Regions from separate parts of the Gossypium raimondii genome. Here region 2 is linked to region 1. The links are chromatin contacts, called in public Hi-C maps. All regions are on one chromosome and are shown on one strand. The core of a region is the stretch at or near the end of the contact, and the rest is flanking DNA. Distances in the headings are between cores, read along the strand shown.

What was found. Hi-C and Micro-C count contacts between places; a contact is called where the count stands out from the background.
Region 2: a contact with region 1 is called in a Hi-C map of leaf, with 4 times the contacts expected there. The contact joins the promoter of LOC105798548 here to the promoter of LOC105798541 in region 1. A contact is called at or near these places in 2 of 2 Hi-C or Micro-C datasets (both in leaf).

What each region holds. Positions count from the first base shown.
Region 1 is chr9:16,783,521-16,788,862 of ASM2569854v1, reverse strand. LOC105798541 (tubulin beta-8 chain) reads left to right here and starts at 3,835. Exons shown (of 3, transcript XM_012628653.2): 1 at 3,835-4,329; 2 at 4,744-5,013; 3 at 5,103-5,342. The coding sequence starts at 3,936. It overlaps LOC105797501, which reads right to left and starts at 3,628. Exons shown (of 8, transcript XM_012627460.1): 1 at 3,475-3,628. The coding sequence starts at 3,628.
Region 2 is chr9:17,016,956-17,021,839 of ASM2569854v1, reverse strand. It overlaps LOC105798548 (short-chain dehydrogenase TIC 32, chloroplastic), which reads right to left and starts at 1,918. Exons shown (of 7, transcript XM_052621477.1): 1 at 1,646-1,918; 2 at 1,174-1,383; 3 at 346-499. The coding sequence starts at 1,751.

The DNA.
Region 1 (5,342 bases), core at 2,586-5,085:
AACATGTGTTAATAAAAAGAAGTGAATGCTAAACTTACATGAAAGTACTTGTACTTAAATGGATAATAAAAAATATTATTTAAAAATCAATTAAAATATTGTTTCAAATGAAAAACTTTTTTCGAAGATAACTATCCACTTAAATAGAGAAGATGACGTTTTTGCTTATGTATATTTCATATTTACTTCTTTCTTATTAATCATATGTTTAGTTATTTATTTTTAATTTAATTTAATTTAATTTTTCATAATATTATACTATTCATGTGGACTTGATGATTTGAAAAAAAATCTATATGTCAAATTTTCATTAGTTGATTTAGCAGTTCACTAATAATCACAATACTAGATACCATACTAAAACACATATCGATTGTTCAAGTACCACGTTGTACATTTTCAAAGTATATGTACTCCATTGAATTTTTTTGTGAAAGTACATATACTATAATAAAACACATATTAATAATTCGGGTAACATATTAAACATTTTCAAAGATACTAGTACTAAATATGACATTATCTTGATTAACATTAACTTTTTATTAAATTTATCCGCGAGTTGTGTTGTTAGAAAAATCCAAAAGTCGATATTTCAAGAAAATTTGAAGTAATAAAGATGAACTTGAAAAGATATAGGTTGGTTTAGAAAATAGACAATGTCTTAATGTCAACATTTAATGGTTAATTTCAGTCTAACCAATTCTTGACCCACATCTATATATGTCTAAACATCAAATTAACAATGTAAATATTTTTAAAATTCTTTAAAGTTATATTATCTAAATATTTAATTTTATTGTTTTATTTTTTTGAGAAACTTTATTAATTTATTTAAACTTAAATTAATTAATATTTAAAACTAGAGTTCACATTATATATACGTTTTGGAAAAGTATATGTTAAACATATATTATACTCTTAAAATTATTTATTATAAATAATTTTAAGTAGTTTTATTCATGTTTAAACAGGTTTTAAACAATTTTAATTTTTACAATATTTTTAAAATTGTCTTTACTTATTTTATTTTAATTTTGATATTAACGGTATAAGTTTTTAAACATATTTTAAGTTTTTTGGCCAACAACATATTTTAAATTAACTATTTTATTTTTTGGTATGATTTAAATTAACTATTTTATTTCTAATTGAAACCAAAACTAATTTTAAGTATGTTATTTAATAACTTAAATATGTTTTATCCTATTATAAAATATTATAATCTATTTTAAAATGTTTAAAACAATATTTATAAAGTGTTTTAAATATGATATTTCTATTATATAAATTTTTTACACCTTTTTAAAACTTGGTTGCTAATTCTGATATTAATTGGATTTTAAATAAATTTTATTTTATTTATTTTTAATTTTAATGTTAATCTTAACTGTTATAAAAATTTTGAAATAAATTGTGTTAGTTTTAATTTAAAAGAGTTTTAATGTTCAAACTATATTTTAATATTACCTTTAATTTATTAAATTGTTATTTAACTTATGATTTTTTATTTTAAGTTAAAAAATAATTGTATAATTTCAAAATGTGTTTTAAATTATGGAGCCTAGATTCGTTTAATGTATAAAATGTTAATCTGTCAAGTATAGACATTGTTCACTAGGGCGAAGCAAAATTTTTTTTAAGGGCAAAATTAAAATATATATTTTTATAATAGTAAAAATATAATTTTACCATTTTAATAGCTTATATCTTTATAATTTTTAAAAATTAAATCAAAATTTTATCATTTTTAGGGGCTAAAGTGTAATTTTATTATTACTAATTTAAAATTTTATAAATGATAAAAGAGCCTAAATAAAAAAAATTCTATTTTAGGGGAGCCTAACCCTTGCTAGACCCCCTGACTTTGTCTCTGCTATCTTTCCCTTGACTCTGCCCCTGCTATTCTTAAATATGTCACCTATGATTATTTCTAAAGACCTTATAATATATATATATATATATATATATATGATTTCTTGATAAAGTTGATGTTATGAGTCAATTCAGTATTAATTTAATTAGATAATTATTTAAAAGATCAATTTTATAAATTAAATTATATTAATATGAGAATATTTTTATCTTTTAATTTAAAAATTATAAAGAATGAGATTTATACTTAAAACATTGTAATTTGAAAGCGTTTTAGAGTTGGTGTCATTAGTTCGGGCACCAACTCGGTTAGAGAAATTATAAAATGTCCTTCCATAATTGAAATAAGTTATATTACTCATGTGTATTTTATAATTTTCATTTCAACAAAAACCAATAAAAATATGCATATGGTAGGAGATTTGAAGCTACCCCAATTAGATTAATAGAATTTTAAATTTACCACTCAACTAAAACTTCATTTTGATATATTGTATACATATTTATTTTAATATGCACAATTTATTATTTTCATAATTTGTATATCTATACTTACTATTAATAAAATTCTTGAGTATGTTAATGTCACAAATTACGGACACAAATTTGATTAGAGAAATTACAAAATGACCTTCTATATTAAAATAAATTATATTATTTGAGGTTATTTTAGTCTTTTTAATTTTAAAAATAAAAATATGCATATGGTAGGATTTGAACCCACACCAATTTACTATGCATAATAATTTTCTTACATTTTCATTTTAATATGCATAATTTACTACTTTCATCAATTATATGTTTAAATTTCGTTTTACTTACAATTTAATTTAATTTTGTCCATTTTACTTATAATTTATTATATGTTATTTTTAAATACATCTCTATATTCTAAATATGTGGTTTTTGCATATATATACATGTATGTGATAGAATTTCTAGTATTAATAGTGTTGTTCATTAAGTTGATGTCACAAACCAACTCGAGATTAACTCATAATTGATGACAAAAACTTGATAAATAATTGTAGTGCATTTAGTACTTTTTATTTGATGTATTTATGTGTTTAAATTTTTACTTATAATTTAATTTAAATTTTTATTTTAATATCATACATATTTTATATGTATTATTTATTTTATATTAATTTTAAATATACGTTTATATTTTACATTTGTAATTGTTTCAGTAATAAGTGTCTGATAAAATTTCAAGTATCTTTTAGACAAATATCTTTATAAGGAAAAAAAAAAAGAAAAAGGAAAACCCCGAACACGCCTAAACCTGTCCATGGCGGCCCGGCCCGACGGCCTGCCCGAAATATGAGAGGGTTCGGGTAAAAATATAGTCCCGAAATATGGGCTTGGGCAAAAAATGAGGCCCGTTTAAAAAATGGGCCGGGCTCGGGTTCAACTTTTTTTGGCCCGGGCCCAGCCCGGCCCGACCGAATATAATAAATATATATTTTTTATTTTTATTTTTTAATTTTAAAATACTTTTAAAATATTTTTATTTTTATTTTTTTTATTTTTAAAATATTTTTTTGTATTTATTAAAAATCGGGCCGGGCCTGGGCAAAATTTCAGGCCCATATTTACCCGGCCCATGGACAGCTCTAAACATGCCCTTCGCCTCGACGGTAGCCAAAGTAGCAGTCACATGGATCTCTCCCAAAATCACGTGGTTACAATCTCCACCCTCACGCTCACGCACAATAAAAGCATCTGAAGACTCACACTCGCATGATGGCATGATGAAAATCGCGCGTCATGTTCAACCCTATCAACTACGCGTAAAGATTTCGTTTTCATTTAAACCCAGGGGTTTATTCCTTTTTCCCGAAATTTTCAAAATTCGAAATATCCCCCTTTATTAAGCTTAATGGCCTCGTCAGCCGTCACCCAACTCCGTCAACCCTAACGGCAAGCACCACCTTCTGTCATCTCCTCCCTATATAATTCTTCTGTTTCCGTCTTTCATTTAGGAAAAAAAAAAAAAACCCTCACTGAAAATTCATTTTCTTTGGACTTTACTCTCCGAAATCCGAGTCCTAGGAAAGATGCGTGAGATTCTTCATATTCAGGGAGGGCAGTGCGGCAACCAGATCGGTGCCAAGTTTTGGGAGGTGGTTTGCGCAGAGCACGGCATAGATTCAACGGGACGCTATCAAGGAGACAATGATTTGCAGCTGGAGCGCGTTAACGTTTACTACAATGAAGCGAGTTGCGGGAGGTTCGTTCCACGAGCCGTCCTTATGGACTTGGAGCCTGGCACTATGGATAGTGTTAGATCCGGGCCGTACGGGCAGATTTTCAGGCCTGACAACTTCGTTTTCGGCCAGTCCGGTGCAGGGAATAACTGGGCCAAGGGTCATTACACGGAAGGGGCTGAGTTGATCGACTCAGTGCTAGATGTGGTGAGGAAAGAAGCCGAAAACTGTGACTGCTTGCAAGGTAACGTGTGTTTTTATAATTTTAAGCATGCTTTATTTTTTGGTTTGGATTTTTCAAGTTTAGAGTTAGATTAGCCGGTACAAGAAGGATTTGTTGGCTTCACTTTTTCTAACTGTTGGTTTAAACTCATATGTGGTTCTTTTATGTTACTTTCACCATGGATCTGACAATTTAGGAAGGTTTTATGTGCTTGTTTAATGTGAATTTTCAACTTACTAGCAAATTTCAAGTTTCGGAAGGAAGATTCTCTATTTGGTTGCTCAAATAAATCTAAATCATTCTTAATTCGAATATTATGCTTTTTAGGTGTGATTTAAAAATTTTGCGGAATCTATGATCTAGCTTTAGATTGGAATTTGCCTTCTTCTATTTCCTCACATCTAAGGATTTGACAATCATTTTCTAACATTTCAGGATTTCAAGTATGCCATTCATTGGGAGGAGGAACTGGATCGGGCATGGGAACACTTTTGATTTCCAAGATCCGAGAAGAATACCCAGACCGAATGATGCTCACTTTCTCTGTGTTCCCTTCCCCTAAGGTGTCTGACACTGTTGTCGAACCTTACAATGCTACTCTCTCTGTTCACCAGCTTGTTGAGAATGCAGATGAATGTATGGTTTTGGACAATGAAGCTTTATATGATATTTGCTTCCGTACACTGAAGCTCACTACTCCAAGCTGTACGTCAATCTTTTTCACGTTGCTGTTATTTCATATTTCAACTGTAAAAGGTCTGTTGATGTCATTTGTTCATCCTGATTGAATGCAGTTGGAGACTTGAACCACTTGATTTCAGCCACCATGAGTGGTGTGACATGCTGCCTTCGTTTCCCTGGTCAATTAAACTCAGATCTACGCAAGCTTGCCGTCAATCTCATTCCATTCCCTCGCCTGCATTTCTTTATGGTTGGCTTTGCTCCACTTACTTCTCGAGGGTCACAGCAATACAGGGCTCTTACTGTTCCCGAGCTCACTCAACAAATGTGGGATGCCAAAAACATGATGTGTG
Region 2 (4,884 bases), core at 669-3,168, 230 kb before region 1:
AAAAAAAAAAAAAGCAATGACAAAAGATAATTTTATTCTGCTTAATGGAAGTTACCCGATAGCTGTATCTTAGAATAAGCATAAACACATTTCACTTTTCTTTAATATCAAACAAGTAATGCTAAACGACATTGATAGTAGAATATCATTATAAGAACCATTACACATATGTTAACTAAGGAAAAGTCATCATGTCAAAGTTTAAGAGATAATAGTCAATTTCTTCTTCCGGAACAAAACATGTATTTTTCCCAAGAAGACATTGAAATTTGCTTTTCCTCAGAATCTCTAATTAGAGAATAAGGGCATAACTGAATGCATTTTAGAGAGGGTTTATGGTGTTACCCCGATTGATCATTAATCTTGTCAAATTGAATTCCTTCCTTATAAGTGTAACGGTGAGCTTCTGATGAGACATTTATAATTCTTCCCTCTCTTTTGCTTGTCCGTGCAGCTTTCTTCATAGTGTCCAGCAAGAGATTTGTCAAAAGAAAATGACCTGTTTTTGTAAAAAAAAGTTATACAACAAAGCTTTAACAATGGCCTAGTTTCTGTTTCTTTCCTCCCCTTTCCTGAAGCAATTAACCATAACCAAACTCTATGCAACAGAAAACATGAACAATAGGTTGCAAAACAAGCTATGTTTAGATTTAGAGTTCAGAGAGAGGAAAACGAGATGGAAAAAACTATTTTTATACCTAGATGTTCTAAATTCACCATCACTATGAAAATGGGCTGCTTCCATAAAGTAAACACTGGAAAAGATTATCCATTTCTATTACAGAGTTGTATGTTCAAGCTTCAAAATGTCAAGAAGAGAATGCCATTGGGATCAGGTTTATGCTAACATACCTATGTGATTGGTTGCAAACTGTAGTTCTATATTGTCCTTTGAAAGCATGAAAGGAGTTGCCATAATTCCTGCATTATTACTGACAGCAAAGAAAACAAGTTTTATAATCTTCTTTAAATGATTGCCTAAGAAGACTATTGCAGGAGTTGTTTAATCATGTATACATCGGTAAGCAGACTGGGATTTGGAGATTGATGTCACAAATAGCAGATTTAACAAGCAGATGACTATAAACTTAGTCACTACACTGGCTGGGAATTGATATATAAAAGGCTGCCCACTCTCATTGTCTACTTACATAAGGAGATTCAGAGGGTGACCTGAGGAGCTGAAATCTGCTGCAAATTTCCTCACAGATGCCATTGAACTGAGATCTAATTCCATTGTATCAACTTTAGCTGTTGGAATTTCCTTCACAATTGCTTCTTTAACATCTCTACCAGCAGCCACATTCCTGACCCCCATAATTACATGAACACCACGCAGAGCAAGAACACGTGCGGTTTCAGTGCCAATACCACTGGATGCTCCTATAATTACGTTCACCATGAAAGAGAAACTATGCTTGTTAGAAACATAAGAAAACGATTGAACCAAACATAAGAACAGAAACCATAAAATTTCTACTTCTCATATTCTCTATCAACATAAAATATGCATCCAAATGTCAAAGACTCAAAACAGAATCATCAGGAGAAAAACAAACTGTAAGAAAATTACATTACATGCGAGAAACAAGAACATAGCAAAATAGTTTCCTCACTGCATGCGAAATTTAAAAAGTCGACAAACCTGTAACAATGGCAGTGAGACCAGTGCCATCGATCCCCTGTGTAACTTCCTCAGCTGTGGAAGATGACGAAAACCCGGATGGCCCTTTTCTGCCAAACAGCCACATGTTTGTAAATAACAGATACCCTTTACCTGTATGCAATAAGGGTCATTCACAAACTCCAAGGACTCTTCGACTGTGATTTTAAAGACAGATTTGAAGTAGGAAATGAGTACGAGGAATGAGGGTCACACAGCCTTGAAGAGAGTGAGTTGTGAAGTCAGTATTTTGCCAAGCCAACCTGACGTACATTATCTAGACCCTACAACAATAGTTGCAAAATCATCATAAACGGCTGCGTTTCGGGGTGAACGTACTTATCCATCGTGAAATTAGCTTAATGAAAATATAAAAGCTTTTCCCATTGCATCGTGAAGCCTTAACTGAATATTGAGGAGTATTGGGGTCTACCTGTTCACACGTACGCACTATCAGCATTAAGACTAGCTCGAAATTTGAGAGAGTAGAAAATAAAACTATTAAAGTTTAGATAAAAAAAAATTAAACTCATTTAAAAAATAAGTTAAACTCAAACATTCAAAATCTAAGTTTGGTTTAATCCATTTTCAAGTTCATAATATTTTATATATGTATTATGTAACTTATAAGTTATAAAAAATAAATTTATACTAAATATATAATATTAGTCTAATGTAAACATTAAAATAATATTAAGATGACTATATAAAAAATTTAATAAATTAAAATATTAAATTAAAATAACATAATTTTTTAAAAATTAAAAATATAATATCATGGACCTAAAATAGACTTAGATTAATCTTTTGCAAGTATTGGCGTGCTTTAACAAAATTTTAAACCCATATTTTAAATCGAGTCGAAATAAATTTAAACAAATATGAAATATATTAATATCATATTTAAATTTGACCTAAATCTGACCAGACCAACTTATAAACACCTAATATTAGGTAATTTACAACTCAATAATGTAATGATTTTGTTGTCTTTTACTTTGTTAAAGAAAGAAAATGTCTCAGCCCCATAATAACTAATAATTAGAATAATAATAAAATATTAAAAAAAAGCATTGAACATCTTTTTAAATCGGTTTATATAGAGTTCTTTTACTTCACTAGTCGTGGATATAATAATATCTGCTGCCTTTAATGCAGTTTTATTATTTTAAGCAGTGAAGCAAGTGCTAATTTTGTGTGGTAAGTCATCTATTCAAGTATAAATACTATGTATGGTTTTGTCAATTTTCAAATTCGACAAATCAGTCCTTAAAAAAATAATTTAGTCTTTATATATATTGAAAGTGAGTAAATAAGAAAATTCAATAATGGTCTTAATTGGTTTCATTAATATCTGATAAAAATAATTAATTTATTCTTTATATTTTTCTTACTTGTGCGTTCATGTGTATTTATTTAAATATGTTTTATTTAATTATTTCTTTCAATAATTTTCAAAATTGTATTTGGTAAGCATTTTGTAAATATAAAGAATTAGTAATTTGGATAAAATTAAGTTAGTTTTCAAAACAATTGTTAACTTATTTAATTAGTAATGTAGAAAGCAGTGAAAAACAAAGTTATTCCAATTTATTTTTGAAAGGAAAATTATCCCAATTTGTTTTTAAAATGATATGCTTTGGCAAATAAATTATTTTATTGACTCTTCCCACCATATTATCTATGATCATTTTTCAATTATTTAATGATATTTTAGAATTTTTTTTCCATTTCATTAACACATAATTTTGGTAATTTTTTTATTATAAACCTCAAACCCTGAACATAACCACCGAACTCCAAACTATGAACCTAAACCTTAAACTCAAACCAAAACCCCAAACTTTAAATCTGAATCTCGAAGTTGAACTCTAAACCCTAAACCATAAGAGTTTAGAGTTTAAGATTTAGGGTTTTGACTTGGAGTTCGAATTTGGAATCAAGGTTTGAGTTTAGGGTTTAGGGTATAAGGTCAATGTTTTGAGTTCGAGGTCAAGATTTTGGATACTAGGTTCAAGGTAAAAGAATTAACAAAATTATGTGTCAATGACATGGAAAAAAATGTTGAAATACCATTAAATAATTAAAAAGGGACCATAAATGATATGGTGGGAAGAATCCATAAGATAACTTATCGTTTTTACATGATAAAAGTAATTTGAAAGTTCACGTGTTAATATTATATATATGCCATGTGTCAAAAAAAAAAGTGTCTATGTCAGTTAGGGTCTTAAACCTTATAATGTAATTATATTCTAGTTTTCTTTGTCAGTTAGGGTCTTAAACCTTATAATGTAATTATATTCTAGTTTTCTTTCTCATAGAATGCACAAGTTTATCGGCTGTATTGATTAATTTTTAAATTGTAATATATAACATTTTCTACTAATATTGTAATAAAACTAAAATATATTTTCTATAATCATATTTATTTATAAAATCAAATCTCGAAACATAATAATAATAAATTATTTTCTTTGATAATTATTTTCAAAATAAAATTTATAATTACTTACATAAATTATTTGATTTTTGACTGAAAGGTGGGTTTTCTTAAGAACAAACAAGAAAATAATAGGGCCTATTTTTTAATTTTAGTAAAGGAATTTCTTAATTTTTAAAAGGTTGGAAATAATGAGGACTTAAATTGTGATTTAGGAATGGACACCTTTAAATAATTTACAAAACATGGATAAGTTTAAAAGGAATTTACCCATTCGCAAAAATATAAATCTCTATTTTATTGCCTTAAAGTCCATTTTACATAATATTGGTTATTCTAATTGAATGAATTGGTATATTTTTTCTTGTTTATTTATTTTTAAAATCATTTTTCAATATGTCATAGAAAGTTAGAAGCAAATTTATTATTTAAATAAGTAAATATAATGCTTGTGATTAAAATAAATAATTTATATATAATCATTAATTTAAGAAAATAATCGTGTAATGATGACAATGTGCGTTAATTAAGATTTGATTTTAATTATTATTTAAATTTATAAATATATAAATAAATTAAATTTATAAATAATATTATTTAAAATTTTAAATATTTAGTAGTTTTATAAAATTAAGTTTTGATCCGTTAATATGACGTTTTTAATTATTATTATTTTCTCAATTTTATTAAACCGTGCATAACAGTGTATGTAATTTAAGTATTTTAAATATTTAAAATTAGAAACTATTGATATTACTCAAATAATATATTATAATTT